Regions from separate parts of the Zea mays genome. Here regions 1 and 2 are each linked to region 3. Evidence: chromatin contacts called from public Hi-C data. All regions are on one chromosome and are shown on one strand. The core of a region is the stretch at or near the end of the contact, and the rest is flanking DNA. Distances in the headings are between cores, read along the strand shown. Region 1 holds the start of LOC100278013. Region 2 holds the start of LOC103649922. Region 3 holds the start of LOC100272796.

Region 1 (3,325 bases), core at 707-3,206, 360 kb after region 3:
GACACTCGGCAAAGAAGCTTTTGTCGAGTGCCAAGTAAAAAACCCTCAATAAAAGAAAACACTCGGCAAAGAAGCTCTTTGCCGAGTGTTTTTGTTTTCGACACTCGGCAAAGAGTTTCTTTGTCGAGTCTTTTTCAACACTAGACAAAGACAATTTAAAAATCATATTTTAAAGCAGTAAATTAATTTAAATAAAAAAGTTTTCAACAACAAATTTGTATAACTCATCAAGATGTATAATTTATATTTTCATCATTTCTTCATATGACAAAATAAAAGTAAATTTGTTCATAAAACCTATATATCTCTCATAGTTTATGAAACTACAAGAGAGAAGTATAAGATTTGTGAATAATGTTAGAACCATCATGTGAGATGAATAAATGACCAAACAACCAAAATAAACTTTGTAGATCTTAAGTTTGTAGTTGGAAACTTTTTCATTTGAAGTCATCTTATAAACGAAAACTACGTATGAATTTAAAAAAATTAAAATTTAAAATTTGAAAACGACCTCGAAAGAAAAAACCATCAACATGAAAGTTGTAGGTGTTGAAGAGTTATGAAACTTTGTAGTTGACAATGTTTTGGTTTGAAATCATCTTGTGATGCAAAACTATGTTTAAATTTTAAAATTTGAATTTTTCAAACTATCTCGAATGGAAAAACCACCAAGATAAAAGTTGTAGGTCTTGAAATGTAATGAAACTTTATAATTGATAATATTTTGATTTGATATCATCTTACCATATCAAAATTCGTGTGAAGTTTTTAAATTTGAAATTCAAATTTTGTAAGCACTCTCAGATGTAGAAACTATCAAAATATAAGTTGTAGATCTAAAAAATCAGTGCATCAAATAATCAAATTAATCAAAAAATTGGTACTCATAACTATACTTAGTTAATTGTTAACCAACTCACAACATTAGCTAGCTCGAGCCAGAATAACAATTTATTAACTGAGAAACGAGAGACGAGACCTAGAACCTACTACACCAAAAAATAGATTGCCAAGATATACTAAATTGTGGATTTAATAAAAACTAATTTAATACTGTAGATGTCATTGTGTTTTATATAAATTTGATCAAATCTGCATTAGTTCAAACCAATGATTTCAAGTCATCCGACTAATCGCGATTAATCGGACTAGTCGGTTTTAGTAGAGCGACGAGAGTATCCGACCCGATTAGGTCGACTAATCGTCCAGTCGTCCGATTAGTCGTCGACCAAGTGCGATTAGTTGTCCAGTTAATGTGTGGACGATTAGTTAGGTTTGGTTGGCTGATGGCTGGCCTGTTTTGCTTTGGGCTGGACGTCTAGTAAGTCTGCAACTCTACATCATATGTTATAATATGTTATGTAGTGAGTGATATTCTTCTGAAATCTGAATTCTTAATTCTGAAATATGATCTGAGTGCCTAACAATTCTAGTATTCATAATTTCTATGATGTTCTGAAATCTAAATGTTCAATGGTGTTCTGAAATCTAAATTGTCCACTCTCCACTATCCAGTTCTAGTATTTATATTTATTTTGTTTGGTAATTTGGTTACTTTGATATTGTCTCCTATATGCTATATGCTACACATATATCAATATTACATTATTACACATATATATAATTATATATATAGGTCCTGACTCTGTACATGTAAATATGCAAGAGGATCGGTAAAAACAATCAGATCGACTAAGATCTAATTAGGGTTTGTTCGGTTATTTTCAATCCATACGGATTGGAGGGGATTGATACGGATTGGAGGGGATTTTGACTTACTAGGGATTGAAACCTTCTCAATTCCCCCAATCCATATGGATTAGGGTAGAACCGAATAAGCCCTTAGTCGACCTCACGATTAGTTACCTGGTGGTGTCTCGAATAGCTAGTCGAGCGACTTAAAACCATTGGTTCAAATTATATATACGCCTAAAACCCATGGTCGTGGGATTGCGGACGAAAAAATGGCTATGGTCAATATGTTGATCTATGGAGATAGAAAACCGTAGGATCAAGATCGAACGTCGTTCGGACTCTCCGTGCGGCGGCCCGCCAAACAAAAACCACCACCGTCCGCCAGCGCCGCCGCGGTCGTCGTCGATGGAGTTGGAGCGGATTCCAGCGGCATCCGCCATGGACTGGAGCATCGACCTCGACAGGGGTCTCCGCTCCCGCCAACCAGGTAGAGTCGACCGCCCCAACCCCCCTTCTTCATCTCTTTTCTATATCCCCTCACTCACCTCCGCTCTCGTCCGGCCGCAGCAACGCGCGTCCGCGCCGTCGACGCCGCCGGCCCACGCCTCCGCCAGCTCTGCACTTGCGCCACCGCCCCCGCGCCCGTCGCCTCCGCGTACGGCGTCTTGCCCGGGGAGGCGCGCGTCTTCGCGGAGACCATGCTCCTCCGCCTCGCCACCGAATTCAGGAGCGCCGACGTCGCCATGCGGGTCCGCATCATCAAGACCCTCCTCAATTCTGCCACGGGTCCAGGGGCGCTAGCCGGGGCGCGCATCACGGAGCCTGACCAGCTGCTCAGGAGGGTCAAGGTGGTCTACGACACTGGGAACAAGCGGGACAGGGCGCTTGCACTGCGCATGTTCGGGTGCTTCGCCGACATCGCCAAGGACAGCGTGCACGTCCGCTCTCTCATACTTTCCAGTTTGAGTGCCTCCAGTGCTTTGGAGGTCACTACCTTCCTTCACCTCTCACACTCAGTAGCGCAACGAATGATATGTCCCAAACGCACGTCCTACCTGATTGGATAAAATGTAATTGCCATTTAGTGTTTGCAAGCTGGGAGTTGTCCACTTTTGAAGATTAACAAACATTCTTGTCGAATGGCAGGTCAAGGCTGCAATTTTTGCGGCTAGTTGCATTTGTCATCTGTCAGATGACTTCTCAAGGATAATTCTTGAAGTGTTCAGAAGATTGATATGTTCTCAGACATCAGAGCCACAAGTCATCATGTCAGCAGCTAAGGCTTTCTGGAAGCTTGGTTCTACGTTGGCTGTTATCCATAAAGTTCATGAGGTGTTTATGGATATACATTTGTCGCTTAAACACAAAATTTATGCATTTACCTCAAGTTTGTCAACGTGTGTGCTACCTGCAAACTTTACATATACATGATTGTTCGCCCACACATATTGAACTATTGTTACACCCATGACCAAGCTAACATACATGTCATTGATAAAAAAATACCAATAATTGATACTGGGGATTTTTGAATTGGAGAGACCAGGATAGTGTTACATTCTGCTTTCACATTCCTATCAAGGAGTATTTCTTCATATTTGTGTATGCTGTTGTTTTCACTGAACTT
Region 2 (3,439 bases), core at 514-3,013, 300 kb after region 3:
AGACGACACGGAGGCGGAGGTCGCGGGAGGGGAACGAGGTTGCCGGGGGGCACGAAGTGGGGTTCTCGGGAGGAATGACGACGCAGAGGCGAAGGTCATGGGGGTGGGGGCACGTGCGCAGTCGAGCGCGAAGGGGAGGCGGTGGCATGGTAGATGGTCGTACAGACATAGGGTGGGGGAGACGATCGTACGGTCAAGAGGCGTGGGACGTAGTTATGGTATCGTTAGGCGTCATATTATGTTCTTAATAGATTAAGTATAGAAAGATGTGCTCCGGTAAAATTTATATTTGATTTGAAGGGCACGAGAGACCTACCTGTCTATTCGAGTTATTTGGAACCGTGATATCGCCAACACCGGGCTTCTGAAAATTAGTATCCCGAACAGAGCAATTGGAATTGTAGTATTATAATCCGTTGAACTTCGGAATTGTAGTATCAGAGTCGGTTTTAGCCCAGTAATCCTTATTGTTAAGACAGTCCGTTTCTTGCAACGGATCCACGGGCGCAAAATTTCCAGAGCGCGAGAATTCTCCACGACCGTGCAGGAGCGGCGGCGGCGCTCGACGTGTGGACGTCCGAGCCGGCGGCCGTGCAGGAGCGACAGCTTCTCGTTGTCGTCCGCCACCGCTACCGCGGCTCCCTCCGTCCCGTCCGGCAAAACATCCAAGTCGGAGGCCGTGTCCTAGCTCCTGGCGCACGTGAAGCTCCTGCTCCGGCGCCGCGCGGCTGCCATGGCGGCGCTGGATGCCGGCCTCCCTGCCGAGGCCGTGCGCCATTTCACCAAGATCCTGGAGGCGCGGCGCGGCGTGCTGCCGCACCCGTTCGCCGCCGCGTTCCAGGCCGGTGGCCGTCCGGCCGACGCCATCGCGGACTGCAACCGCTCGCTGGCTCTGGACCCTGCCTACATCCCGACGCTCCATGCCCGCGCCGACCTCCTCCAGTCCGTGGGCGCGGTCGCCGACTACCTCCGTGACCTCGACCACCTGAAGCTCCTGCAGGGCGGCGTGCGGTACTGAAAGAGCTAAATGTGCACCATGAGAAATCTGAAAGAGCTAAATGTGCTCGAATGCTCATCGCTTCAGAGGATGCCCAGCGGCCTTAGATTACTGACTAAGATCGAAGCATTGCCAAGGTATATTGCAACGAAAAAAATAGTAAAGTCGTCTTGGAGCTCCAGGGTCTGGAGAACATGAGAACACTAGGCGTGGATAATGTCGACAGAATCTCTAAGAAGGATGCCGAGAAGATGCAGCTTCAGAGGATGCACAAGCTCGAGCATCTGGCACCGCGTTGCAACACGGATGGTAAATGTACTAGCACTTCAAGAGAGGTGGTGGAAGACATATTCGACCACCTAAACTCTCGCGCTCTGGAGATTTTGCGCCCGTGGATCCGTTGCAAGAAACGGACTGCCGTAACAATAAGGATTACTGGGCTAAAACTGACTCAGATACTACAATTCTGAAGTTCAACAGATTATAATACTACAATTCCAATTGCTCTGTTCGGGATACTAATTTTCAGAAGCCCGGTGTTGGTGATATCACGGTTCCAAATAACTCTGTCTATTCGATTGATGCAGGTTTTTTTTTTCTCTTCCGGAGATCCTATGCCATATTTCTCAGTGGAACACTTACCTTTGATGTCGAGATCGTGTGAATTATCGCCACCTCTCACGCTGCTGCCTCAAGATCTGCTTGTGGATTAGGTTATCTGTGTACAGCTGGAGAACTTCAGCCCTCACGGAAAAGAAAAATGGCTGGAATGGAAAGAAACACGAGAATGCGTTCCGTTTGCCGTGTAGAAAGGCGGCGCCTCTTTTGGCACCCAGCTGAGCATTGCATTTCCTTCCTCCTTTTCCCAGTCGGAGGAATGCAATGCCGTAAACGAAAGTTTCCCATCCTTGTGTTTTGGGGGGTGGGCCATCGCGGTGTTGATAAGAAAAAGGCGGACTCCTTGTACCAGTTTGGTTTTGTTTTGTACGCGCATTGGTTCCTGGCTTGCTCAATAAATTGCAACCACTTCCTTCCGAATTCCGATCTAGCGGACTACCAGTTCCTCCCGATCTTGGGTTTGAGGAGGCCCCGAGCCGAGCGTCAGGCATGGAGCACTGCTATTTGAGGCAGCCGATCTCGAGGGCCGAGGCAGTGCCCGAGAGGAGGTCCAGGTTGTGGCAGATGGACGCGCTGCCGCTGCCGCCCCGGGCGGAGGTCCTCTGCCCCCAGCCTCGCCGCGCCGCCCGGATCCCCTTCGCCGTTTCAGTAAACAAGGCCATCCCCAGGTCGAATTGGTTAGTTCTTGGATTACCTTTATCACGTTTTCTGTCCGGCAATCCTGATGGTGCCAAGATTGCAAATAATTGCTGCAACCTGCAACGCCCTGGTGCATGCGCATCTAACTATTTTGTCCAGAATGGATGTGTTCAATGATAAAGATTACTAGTCTGGTAGTACTACTAATCACGACCCTCTTTGCTGAACCTCTTTACTCCCCGCATCTGCAGTGCGCTTCCGCCGTACAGACCAGCCTCCGCCTGCGACATACTCGATGATCTTATCCTCAGCAAGGTATTTGTCGGAAAAAGATCGCTCATTGATTGGATACAAGCAGCGCAAAAAAAAAAAAACTCCCATGGATGATGATTAAATCTTGATAACCGGCTTCATGTTTTTTTTTTCAGAATGACTTCTCAGATGGAGCAGATTCGAGCAGCGGCCAGGCGGGTTTTTTATGCGGCTCGCCTCCAGTGCGCGCTAACAACCCTGTCGTCCATGACCCGCAGTTCGGTAAAAGAGCGCTGCCATCCATGTCTCCCCTAGGGAGCAGCTCCCACGTCAAGCTTAAGGTTGAGGCAGGCTCGCCATCCTGCGGCGTTAGCAGCAGCCCGAAAGTGAGGATCGAAGGCTTTGCCTGTGGCAACTCGGAGACCCACTACGCAGTTACGCCGCTCCTTGTGTGAATCGAATCGCCGTGGTGGCGTAGCCTGATCAGAGTCGCGTTTTTTGCCCTTCTGAATCTGCTGCCATCTGAAGCTTCACAATTGCATTGAGCAGTATGATTTATGTGTGTCTAGTAAATGTAGCTGGAGTTGCATGGATAATGAAGGAGGAGCCTGTGAATAGAGCGTTTTTACTTTTTTTTTGGTATTCGGGAAGTAAGATGCAGCATCGAGTTTTCAGTTATTATGGATGCATCTTTGTTTTGTCATACGAAGGAAACTATATATGTAGCTTTGATTTTTTTTCCTAGATATATTCATGCTGTAGCCAAATCATCCGGGCAGGTCAAAATTCTGGAGCTTCAATAGTCTTCTCTCTCTCTCTATTCTGGGGAACAAATAACGCTACTGGTTTGTGGAGAAACTGACTGATGATGGCTTGATGAGGTGACTAAGGGTCTGTTTGATTCGTAGTTAGCTACGTCACATTCAAATTAAA
Region 3 (3,325 bases), core at 434-2,933:
TTCTCTCTTGAATTCAGTAGCTAGGCATTCAATGGCAATATCATCGCCAAATGCAGCTGCACGGCCATCTCGGTTCTCATCTATTGTCAGTAACCCCTCCTCTGTGTACTGCAGGGTGATAATGTCATGCTCGTCCTCTGAAGAACCAGAAATGGACATGTACTTGGTCCAACTATCCCCATTGTCTACAGTGATGCATCTTTCCTTGTAGATAGTTTCAGCTGCTATTTCCCTGAAAGGCAGTCAACACCGAAGACATGATATATGAGCACGTAACTGGATTTTGGAGGCACAGAGGGCTAGTAGCCATCCTATGTGGGTGTCACAAATGAGCAGGTACAGGAAACCTAAGCTGATTAGTATACTGAACAACTTCAGATTCTTTGATTAATCAAGATGTAGGAATACAGCTGTACCAGGGTCAACATGGGAGTATTAAGTGATGTATTGGAAATAACAGGGTGGACAAGCGTGGGCTCCCATTACATCAACACTTGCGTCGCAATACTTAAAAGGACGATTCCATCCTTCATTTCATTGACCTTTTAATTTCAAGGATACAACGCAGACACCTTGTGAAGCGATGTGTCCTGCATCTCCACGATGCCAAAGCCCACAAGATTTCGTCAATCCGTGTTTGTGGATGTGTTATGAAATTCAGGAAGGGCTAAAGAGACACGAACTGCTATATGTAAATTAGCTGAACCAAATAATCTTTGATAATCTCAAGAAGTCAAGAACAAATATATTTTGGGCTGGGAAACGGAGAATATTTTATTGCGAAGGTGGCGAGAAAACGACATTGCACGAGCGTCTGATTAGACCAAGAGCAAGAATGGCGAAATCATCAAAAAGGCATACGGGAAAAAAATGACAAGGCTTTTAGATCTTGAAGTGGCGAGAAAATCAAAAGATTTGAGCTAGAGCAGCGAGCAAGGGCAGATCCGCGAGCACGGTACCTTTGGATACCGAGATCGACGAGCTCCTGGATGGCGGAGTCGAGCGCGTGGCGCTGGGCCTTGGGCACGAGCACCTTGATCTCCTGCACGACATGGACACCCCACCCGGCCTTGAGATCCGGCGCGTAGAGGTGCCTCACGGCGGCGTCGACGGCGTTCTTGTCGTCCTCCCCAGCGGCGGCGTAGACCTCGGCGAATCGGCGCACTGCGCGGTGCCTCAGCTCGCGCGCGTCGGCCTTGGCAGCGGCTGCCGTCCGCGCGGCGGTGAAGAGGCAGTTGCCATCGGCGTCGACCTCCCCGCCGTGGTCGAGGCGGAAGACCACGGGAGGCAGCGCGGCCTCGCCGGCGCCCGGCGAGGAGGGTTTCCACGCGACGCCCCGCTCCCAGATCCGGTGGAGGCGGCGGCGCTGCTGGTCCTCGAGCGCCCAGACCGCGTCCCAGCCTGTGGGCGAGATGGAGGCCTCGGGGGAGGAGGCCGGGGCCGGGGAGGACCAAGCGAGGAGCGGCGGAGGCGGAGCGGGGGCTGGGGACGGCGGCAGGGCCTCGGCGACGGCGGCGGCGGAGGGGTCGCAGAGAAGCTTGCCCATCTCGATTAGGGTTTCTCTCTCCTCCGCTTCTTCCTCCCCTCCTTTTCCTCTGTTTGGTTGGTGGCGGTGGCGCGCTGTTTTTTTTTCGTTTTATTTCTGCGGTCAAGGCGAGAGAACTAGCGACAGGCGGGGACGCGGGAGGCCGGCTGCGGCTGGGGATGGGGACATGGTGAAATAGCCGTTGGGTAAGAGGCAGGTGGCCACGTGGAGAGGAGTGAGTGGTTGTCGTGATTGTGCCGCCGGCGCACCGTAGAAGTGACCGTTGCTGGCTGATCTGGCTGGTCTCATGACGTGGGAGCCAGCTGGACCACAATTATTATCTACTGTACCCATTTGGACCCTTGATTTTGTACAATCTTCATTGATGGTACCAACCCAACTCTTTCATCTTTCTATGATCTTTCTAGTTCTAGGGTAACAGGTAAGGGCAAAGTTCACCAAATCGGGTTGCTACCTAAAAACCGGCTGGAACCAATATTTGATTAATCACGATAGATTGGTGTAAAGCAGTAGAAATTGATATATTCAAATCCAAACCAATTTTTGAATTGAAACGTCTCATCATCGGTTTATTGGTCGATATGACGATTAATCGGTTCCAAAACCGATAAACCAACAACAGATCAGGCGAAACCGAACCTCTTGTTTTTTGGCAAATAAAAGCATGTTTAGGTCACATTAATTGAATAAAAAATGGTCCAAATGTTATCATAAGTCCAATAACAATATTTAGTAGTTCAAATACATTATATGTCACAATTTTATAGTTCACAAATAACATCGAAGATACAATGCACCCTCTGGTGAAGATCATTCCCACGGGTGTGCATTCTACTGATTGTGTGGCGTATTATACCCCTCCAACGAGAGAAACATAATATCTTGCTCACGCATCCATTGTTTTTATACTCCACACAAGTATGTCCAGTCCATGCAGAAGTCGTACTACACGAGTCCAATAACATTTGGTAGTACTCAGACTCCTCCCATTGATACACCCACCTCATGGGTTGCTGAATCACTTCATCGATCGGATAATTCATATAGGGGAGAAGGGGTGAAGACGAACCTTGTCTTTCACTGCCAGAATTGAGGTCCAATACGCTTGTTGTAGGCCCTGGTGTCCCATCCCCGTGAACATGGTCCTACGCTCCTTAGGTGTGTCATGATCTTGGTCTTGTATAGTGTATTCGTACTGGGAATCCTCTACGTGGCAGATAGTCGTTGGCTGTCTTCACACCGGACTGTCTAGCGCTCCGCGTGGACTATCCGGTGATTTTTAGCCGATGAAGCCTGACCGAGCTCGAGAGTGGCCAGTACGGCAGGATGGTCACCGGACAGTCAGGTGGGTGGCACCAGACTGTCCGGTGCTGCCCAGTCCATCCCAGCTTGTTCCTTTTTGTTCCAACTTTCTTTTGCTCCTTTTGGCTCGACTTTATATGGTCCCTAGCACTTGTACAAACATGATTAGTACCTAAAACAATTGACTAAGTGCTAGAAGCATACCTTTTTCACTTTGATCCATAGATGTTTCAGTCTGTCCATTTCTAAGCCCAAAGGATGCTTTTTCTTGTAATCCTCAATTTACTTTACAAAAACATGTGCTCATGCTCATATGTGGAGTTGTTAGTACATAATAATGTGTTGAGCATTTGATCACCAAAACAACTAGAAATGGCCCATGGGCGCATTTCTGTTTCAAGGCTCTCAGCACCTGCGCCCGAGGGCTGGACCCTCGGGAACAACCCCTACCCTCATGGCAGGCCACTCAGACCTCTA

The links. A called contact is a pair of places that touch in the nucleus more often than the background predicts.
Region 1: a Hi-C map of tassel shows a contact between it and region 3, with 3 times the contacts expected there. The contact joins the promoter of LOC100278013 here to the promoter of LOC100272796 in region 3. A contact is called at or near these places in 5 of 25 Hi-C or Micro-C datasets (ear, endosperm, leaf and 2 more).
Region 2: a Hi-C map of tassel shows a contact between it and region 3, with 2.5 times the contacts expected there. The contact joins the promoter of LOC103649922 here to the promoter of LOC100272796 in region 3. A contact is called at or near these places in 2 of 25 Hi-C or Micro-C datasets (bundle sheath and tassel).

What each region holds. Positions count from the first base shown.
Region 1 is chr3:32,142,504-32,145,828 of Zm-B73-REFERENCE-NAM-5.0, reverse strand. LOC100278013 reads left to right here and starts at 1,956. Exons shown (of 14, transcript XM_035966174.1): 1 at 1,956-2,185; 2 at 2,266-2,684; 3 at 2,845-3,030. The coding sequence starts at 1,993.
Region 2 is chr3:32,207,736-32,211,174 of Zm-B73-REFERENCE-NAM-5.0, reverse strand. LOC103649922 reads left to right here and starts at 1,763. Exons shown (of 3, transcript XM_008675602.4): 1 at 1,763-2,292; 2 at 2,506-2,569; 3 at 2,683-3,267. The coding sequence starts at 2,105. The coding sequence ends at 2,961.
Region 3 is chr3:32,503,756-32,507,080 of Zm-B73-REFERENCE-NAM-5.0, reverse strand. It overlaps LOC100272796, which reads right to left and starts at 1,683. Exons shown (of 4, transcript NM_001147249.2): 1 at 960-1,683; 2 at 1-232. The coding sequence starts at 1,546.